2 separate regions of the Gossypium hirsutum genome follow, and region 1 is linked to region 2. Evidence: chromatin contacts called from public Hi-C data. All regions are on one chromosome and are shown on one strand. Each heading gives the region's core, a stretch centred on a gene start, on an enhancer-like site or on the middle of the called end of the contact. The rest is flanking DNA. Distances are from core to core; before and after follow the strand shown.

What was found. A called contact is a pair of places that touch in the nucleus more often than the background predicts.
Region 1: a contact with region 2 is called in a Hi-C map of leaf, with 2.4 times the contacts expected there. The contact joins the promoter of LOC121219607 here to the promoter of LOC107886538 in region 2. A contact is called at or near these places in 4 of 34 Hi-C or Micro-C datasets (callus and leaf).

What each region holds. Positions count from the first base shown.
Region 1 is chrA03:97,889,783-97,893,949 of Gossypium_hirsutum_v2.1, forward strand. LOC121219607 (glutamate--glyoxylate aminotransferase 2) reads right to left here and starts at 1,802. Exons shown (of 14, transcript XM_041098080.1): 1 at 1,219-1,802; 2 at 576-744. The coding sequence starts at 692. It also overlaps the pseudogene LOC121218319.
Region 2 is chrA03:97,389,795-97,394,382 of Gossypium_hirsutum_v2.1, forward strand. LOC107886538 (protein DETOXIFICATION 29) reads right to left here and starts at 2,784. Exons shown (of 8, transcript XM_016810531.2): 1 at 2,214-2,784; 2 at 1,566-2,107. The coding sequence starts at 2,552.

The DNA.
Region 1 (4,167 bases), core at 552-3,051, 500 kb after region 2:
GCATTTATCTAGGAAACTAGAGTACAATCACTTAATACTCAAAAGGCACTAAATAAGTTACAATTAAAAAAATGAATAAAGAACTAATAAAAAGATGTCATAAGTACAAGCTGCATGTACTTGAATGGTAAATAAGTACAGGAGAACATGTCGGGAAATGAAACCTACGGCACAGAGAGAGGCCTTTTGATTATCACTGTCCTCGAGAAAAATGCAGCAATCAGCCTTTAATTAAGCTAAAATTTCTGAGAGGACCTGGTTAGAACTATTAACCCAGACCAAGGGAATCTTGTTAACTCCCCTAACTCTTACACCCGGAGTCCTTGAATGGTAAATAAGTACTCTAAGTCTAGCTCAAACTGTGATTATACTAATTATGATAAGTTTTCAAAAATATCTAAGAACAACAGTATGGTTTTAAATACCCCAACAAAGAATATGTAGGAAATAGGCATTTACACATTCTCTGTTGATAGCAAAAGCTAAAAGCACCAACATATAAAACTCTGCGAATTCAGCATACGAAGCAGAACTGCATGCTGAAATAAAATAAGAAGAAAGCAGGAAAAACATACCTTCTTCCCTTCCTTCTGAAGCTCAGAAGCTCGAAGATACAACTCACCTCTAACTGCATATTGAACTTTCTTCACGTTTTCATTCATTGTCTCATAGTCTAATGCCTTAAGACCCATGATGCCCAAGTTCCTTCCTTGAACTTACCAATATATGGACTCGGTACTCAACCTGTAAGAGAACTAAAAAGCATAAGTCTAATTTAACATTTTGGTTTTGCATATAAGTTTATTACTTGGCTTTCCAGTTCCAATACGAGAGTAACAATCAGCAAAACAATTCGAACGTTATAATATAATCACTATAAATTCGCTCTAATCCTAAATCTTAAAATCGGGTCTAAACATTTGAAAAGGAAAAACAAACATCGGCTCTAAGGTTCATATGATAGGAAAACATGCATTAATGGAAAGGATTAAAAGGAAAATCATAAAGTGAAAGAGAGCCTCTTGCGATGCGATCAATGCAATTATCAGTGAATATGGAGCCAAGCCAGAATACTAGAAAATCCAGGCATAGAAATGCATTTAGAAGTTTGAAAACAGTCAATAATCAATAGTCTATCAACAAAATCACACGGTTACCTTACACCAAAACCAAGAATCCGTAAAATTCAGGACCTAAACTCAATAAATCATGAATTACCAGAAAATCCAAACAGTTCACCCTTAAAACTAAACAGGGAAGTGCAGAACAGAAAAAAACTCCGTAAACGAGAGTAACCCGTGGGATGAGTGGAGTTGAAACTGATATCCCGAGGTGTGCAGAGCAAAGGGCAGGCACAGATTTTATGTGTAGTTTATTGTGTTGCAAGTGTCAGAGACTTTTTCATGTCAGGGAAAGGCAATATATACAAATAAAGAATTGATATATATAAAGATGTGGCAGTGTGTAAGGATTTGAAAGCAGTGGCAGCAGCAGAGCCACTGAAAAAGGGGATTTATTTTGAAAATGTGGGGATGCTGTGTTTTATCTTAAAAGATCAAAACACAAAGGATAAAATTGATCGGCGAGGTGTGGTGTAGCTTCAAACTGTGAGTTATTGGTAGATAATGAACCCTTTGGGGACTCCCTCACGTCTTCTTTGGACTCATGTTCAACATTGGTCGCTCTCACCAACTCCCAAGTGTGGTTCACGTTCCATTCTTTAGAGGAATTTTCTCATCTAATGGCTAATGGCAAATGGTAGTAGTAATTTGGTCAACTTTCATGAATGATTATTATGAATATTAGCGAAGGTCAATCATCGCTATTTATTTATTTTTATCTTTCACTCTTGATGATTTACCATTAGAAAAGTGGCAAGACAGGATTCAAAAATTTCATTCTTAGTTAGAAACTTGTAAATTAATTGAAGATAACAATTACAACATTCTCATTAAATTTATTTTTAGATTCACAAAATTGTTAAAAGACTGGTGAAATGCTATCACTCAACATGATCAAATGCAGTTTCTAGTCCTTCAAGATTTAGCCCAATCAATCAGAATCATGCATCAATACTTTGTAAGAAAACTGAAGAGCTGTTAACCTTGAAAAGAAGAGAATTCTACAAAAAAAAATGTCGAGGCATTTAGTTAGCCCAAACCAAAAATCCTTGCCTACAAAAACATTTTTTCAGCCCAGGCCCATTAAGACGTACAGAACATCTTCCTCATCCTCCACTTTTCCTACTGTTTACCCTGTTGCTCCAAACGCTAAATGTCTTAAGATGGATGGCGAATGCTTTTTTCATTGGTGATAATGTTGCTGCTCTATGAACTTCACCCGGAATGAACGGATATCAGTATAATCATATCACTTGATATAATATGAGACCAATTAGGAATAACAAAATCAATAAACTTAATTGATTAACAATAAATGAATAAATTTTGATTTGTATGAAGTGATGATCTTGACTCGTATAAAATAGTAGTTAAAGTTTTTACCGGATGTTCATTTGGCATGAGTTCAAATTGTGTTATCTCATCCCCATTCCTAATATTGTATAAATAAATAAAAAAGACAATGAATGAATATATTATATTTATAAAATATATATAAATATTTTACCTAAACTCGAACTTTCTTTTAAGAGAATTACTTTTGAGGATAGTAAATATATAGAAAAAAAACAATTAATCAATGACATTGGATTTGCAACTAATTTTTAGATGGTACAAAATTTTAATGCTATCAAAAAACAGATATAGAAAAGATATCTGTAAAAGACCACTTTCTCTCCTCTAATTAAGAAAAAGACCAAAAAAATGCGAGAGAGAAGCAGGCAGTGCTCCATACAAGTTCATTATTTTACTTTGTGCGACATCTTTATATAATTTAGGAGCCTCTTATGGGCCTTACCACTGTCAATGGCTTCTTTGGCTCTTTCCAAAGCTAAGGAACGTCTTCTGCCCCATCACATCCTAGTAAATGATCCACAATTCCAGCATTCAAAACAATCCGGTCATATGCCGGCCCTTTTTCACCTCGAAGAGCTGCCAAACCCAACTCGATATTCTTCGATACCTGATATATTATAGCAAACATGGTCGTTTGACAACAGGTTTTCAAAAATAACAGACATAAGAGACTGAGGCAAAGAGGAGTTTCATATCCACCCTTTGTGGTGGTTGGTTGGAAGGGGATATATAGAAAAGGATTTTTGAATTTTACCGATCTATTGGTTCTTGGGAGTATCAGTTGGTTCAAAACCATAGTCCATTGCATTAACCTCAAGCCTGAAACTCGGACGTTATACACCTGCAACATTAGGATATTGGTTGGCATTAAAATTCTGCAAATAATCTTATTTCCATTGGATATCTAGAAAGCTTTCGAAATGGATTAAACAATACAAAGCTAAATACGAACCATCCACTTCACAAGCTGATTCCATGCCTACCGAACGAAAACCAGAACAATGGTTCACAGGAAGTCCTTTTGATGTGCTTGCTGATAGCAACCTAGTTGTCATTGAGAGGGCACCTTCTTCACCCTTAAATAAGAGTAGTCTCAAACATTTAAGTGTTTTGTTTGGATTACTCGTTGATTTTTTCAGAATTTAAATTGAATCAAGATATCTTGAATATCATAAAGGAAAAGTCCAAATTTATTCTTTTACTCCTTTACCAAATCATTTTTTAATTTAACATGAAGTGCTAACCTTCACTACTAAACCAGAATGAACACCTCTTCTTTTCATAAGCATTAACAATGGTTCCTCATAACCTTCATGATAAAATCCAGTGCCAATTGATTCCCTCCCCTTTGCCTGTTAAAGAAACACAACATTCCTTGAGAAATAAGCACACCAGTCTACATTAGGAATTTTTAGCTAGATAAAGCATCCTAAAAATGTATCCACATATGTACAATGTACACAATATATTAAACTAACACCACTAACATTGCTATCCACCTATACACTCACCCTAATAAATTGCTGAACCTTTTCAGTTGTTTCCAGTGATGGACGTTTCTTTATTTGCTCCCTCAACCCAATCAGTGAATATCTATGAAAATCATAAAAGATTCTTTACCTCCTTCATTCTATTATAGGAAATAAACACCGGTGATACACTAGAAAATCAAATCAAGTACAACACTTCC
Region 2 (4,588 bases), core at 1,534-4,033:
ATAACGTGATAATAAATTTAAATTTAATAAAATAATTTTAATTTGTATTTAAATTTTAAGATCTAAAAAAATTTAAAAATAAAAGTATATAAACAAAATTTTAATTTTATTAAAAGAACACTGGTTTTTTTTACCTAAATTAATAAAAAAATTAATGACACATGTTATAGATTACTTATGAGAATAATATATTTTCTACAATAAAATTGGATACCACCAATATGTGTCAGATGAGGACCAACTATAAAAAAACAACATGTTAATAAAAATAAATAGATCCCAAAATAGATGTATAAAATTCAAAATTATACCATATTCACTCCAAATTAAAGAAAAAAAGAACTATAAGTATGGAAATTTTTTAATTTATTTTTATTAAGATATTATTTTTATAACTGCGGCCTATCCAATTTCACTGTAAAAAACATATAATACTCCTAAATAATCTAAAATATGTCCATTTTCTTAATTAATACTTTTTTATTATTTAAATAAAAAACCCAAGAGTACACTCATATTTTAATAACAATAAAACCGACAAGCTTGTACTGAACTGCTGATATAGAAATTTAAAGCTGTACATACTTTACTGATATAGAAAATTGAAGTGTAGGAAACTTGTTTCCTTTTTTTTAGGTCATAAAGTCCAATAAGGATTTTTTACCCCCTTAATTTAAAATAAATAATTAAATATTAAAATGATTACCCTACAAATTAATTATCAAAATGAATTGTTTATTACAATATTTTTTTATGTCAGCCTGACTGATTAATATTATTTTAGTTCAAGTCCCACAAATAATATTATTTTATCAATAAATAATAAAATGTTATATGTAAGAATTAAACTTAGAATTATCAAATTAAACATCACTCACTCTACCGCGTAAGCTAAAACAATTATTTTTATATATAATAATTACAATCACTAATTATATTATAATTCGATATAATTAATATGTTAAGCGATATTAAAAAATATCGTGATAAATAATTTATTTTGATAATTAATTTATAAAGATTGCTAGGTTAAAAAAAGGGTGAAATGAGAAATGATATTGTTTCTATCTTGTCATGTCTTGTATTGGAACTTCATATAAAATATTTCAAAGAAAAATGAATGAACGGTAGGTATTCAACTGAAATCTTTAAAAAAATAATTCTAAAAAGCCCAAAATTTAAAATTATTTTTTTTTCAATGTATTTGTTTCAAAGTATATTTTAAAAAAATTATATCAATTTTGAAACGTAACTTTCGGTATAAATATAAAATAAATAAATGTAAACAGATGTGAAATAAATAACAATATCAATAATTTATGAGAATTAAATAAAAAGTTAAAATTTATATAAATAATTACGTGAAATTAAAATTAAGCATTTAAAATAAGTTTTAGGTAAAGGGTTTAAACTCGTTCTTAAAAATGTTATAAAGCATTTCTCACACATAGAATCACGTTGAAATTGGAATAATAAATTTAGGGATTTATATTTTGAAAAAAAATAAAAAGACCTAATTCATTTTTAAAAATGATTTTTAGTTTTTTTCTGCCTAGGGGACTTACCAGAGCATTACTGCTGAAGCTAAAGACAATCTAACAAAACCCCACAGATGTTGAAATGCCTTCCAAGAGAAGCCGGTCCAAGTCCGATCACAAGCGCCGCTAATTATGTACAAAAACTGAGCCACAACTATGAAAATCCACGACATATTTAAAACAACGGCTGCACCCGCTAGGCCCCATCCCAGCTTTAGCATCAAGAGCCAGCTTAATACAGTGTGCAGAACCAACACCACTCCTGCTATCACCGCCATCACCATGATCTTGCTCTGCGCCTGTAAGAACTTCGCCATCGGAAAGTTGAACGCGTAAGCAAACAGTTGAGGCAACATCCACATTGCGAACATTCCGGCCGCCTTCGATATGCTTTCTGTTTGGCCTATTACCCTCAAAAATTTTGACGCGAATATGTATAACAAGCTTAACATCAAAGCCGTTGAGTTGAGGATGACCCATGATCTTTGCATGTACGCCCCTAACATACCAACCTGCCCTGCTCCAAATGCTTGGCCGCATAAAGTTTCGAGTGCACTTCCCATCCCAAGCTATTCAAGTTTTAATCAAGTATTCTGCGATTACTGTTATTTGTAACTAAGCTAACAAAACTAAAACTAAAACTATTAACGAAGGAAATTTAATTTACAGATTTACCATGACGCCGAAGGAGAAACCGGCGATGAATGAATTCTCCACGGAGAAGGCGGCAAGAGCTAGAGTGCCAACTTGGCCGGAAAAGACTTGAGTGATAGCGCCGAGGGAGTATCGGCAAAGAGATGTGAAGATGGCGGGGCCAGCAAGGAACCAGAGCTTCTTGGACTCTATCAGGTATTCTCTGAAGAAGTCACGGACGCCGTTGATCGGTGGGATGTCATCGATGCCGGCCGTGAAGGTGGTGTTTGATAGTCTAGAAAGTAACTGCTCCTGGTGGTGGCTGTCCTCGCCGACTAGCCGAGGGGAAAGAAGCGGTTGCTCAGCATCCTCCATAGCCATATGAGAGCACAAAGAGCAATCGGCCAAGATAGATGTAGATAATATTTTTGGATAGAAGAATGATTTGTTTGGAGATTTTAAGTGTATAAATTTATATTCGAATTTTAAAATAAAATTCAATCCGGGAAATTTATGTAAATATGTTGAAAAAAAAACATTTCAGAAATTACACTATCTTTTAAAAAAATTACCGAATTTTATGAATTTTATCCATAATTTTTCCTACCATCAAATGTTTTGGTTTTTTGCTACATATGACTTAATTTCGGTCTAACATTCCTTTGGTATAAAATGATTTTGCAAAGCATGACCAACTCCTTAATATAATGTTTTTTTTTTTCTCAAGGGCGAAATCAGAGTTAATATTTTACGCTTTTTCTCGCCCAACCTTTTTGACCATTATTTTAATATTTTAAATATTTATATTGTTATTTTAAAATTGTTTGGATACATTATAATTAGATTAAAGGATTTTTTTTTTACTTGGATAATATAAAAATAATCTTTAAATAGTATTCCATCTCTATTATTTACCAAAATATATGGATTGAATATTATTTAGGGATGGAGGGTTTGAAGGTGGCGGCTCCACCATTATTTTGCTAGCAATCATAACTCATCATTAAGAATATAATTTGTGTTAAAAAATATAATTAAATGATGGAGGGAGTGGGACAGGCAACACATGTATCTAGTTTACACCGGTTAAAATACAGGTTGAGGAAAAATCATTTTTAAAGGCCGGAGAAAGGAACATGAAAGGCAACACCAATGGAGGCATAGTTTATTTTGCTAGCAATCATAACCCTATCATTAAGTATATAATTTGTGTTAAAAAATATATTTAAATGATGGAAGAAGTAGAAGAGGCGACACTTGTATGTAGTTTATACCGGTTATAATATGGGTTAAGAAAAATTAATTTTTAAAGTATGGAGGAGGTAACCTGACAGGCAACACTAGTGGAGGCATCGTGTTAGGCGACACCTTTCTACGACAAAAGTGACCACACACTCAAGGGGTCTGATGACTTAAATGGGTTGATTTAAGACACGGGTGAAAAAAATGAATTTTAAAAGAGGGGCCATGGTCCTCTCAGCTGTAAAAAAAAAATAAAAAATAAAAAAAATTGTAAGAGAAGCTAACAGTTTATGAGAAGAGAAGAATGGGAAGATGTAGCACAGAAGAGAAGAAAAGTTTTGAAAGGTTAAGTTTTATTATTGTAATTTTTTTTTGTTTAGGGCTTTAAAGGGAGGAATATATTGTTATGTGGTTTTAATATTTATTATATGTTTGATTTAGGGATTAGTGTGAAAGGAGGCAACAATAAATTTTTTGAAAGGTAATTTTTTTTAATTATAATTTATTTGTTTAATATTTTTTAATATTTATTATTCATTTGAATTTGTTGTTTTGGAAGGAAATGAGGCAACAACAAATATTATTTTGAAGGTATATTTTTGTTTTGTAGTTATTATTTATTTGGGGTGATTTACTTAAAAATGCTCATCTCCAAGTATATTTATGAAAATAGGCTAATTTCCACATTATTTATCGGAAATGGCCGGTTTTAGCAAAATGCGTCCATGTAGGAGCGTTTTAGGGGGAAAATGCCAGCAAATCGCACCCTTGGGGTAACATATTGCCATGTCAGTATAAAACGCACTGACGTGGACCCGCTTTCCTGACCTGGTGGGACCGAATGTTTAAAACATGGCCAGGTTTTTACAAATCCCTCGATTCCACAAAACATTGTCAGAATTAGAGGAAATTTGTGTTAAAAATTACATTTTGAGGTATGATTAACAAATGGATATTGAAGATGAAAACAAGACTTTTAAAAACCAAAATAAAAGAAATCTATTATGTTATATAAATTTAAAAGTAATTAAACATTTGAAATAAAAAAAAATTCTATGTCATCTGTCACATGCTAGTTATACATTGTTTGTAATGTACTAAAAAAATGCTTACATGCATTGATAGCTATTGATGAAAGATTTATGAAATGATTTTACTTAATTTCTTGATAAAAC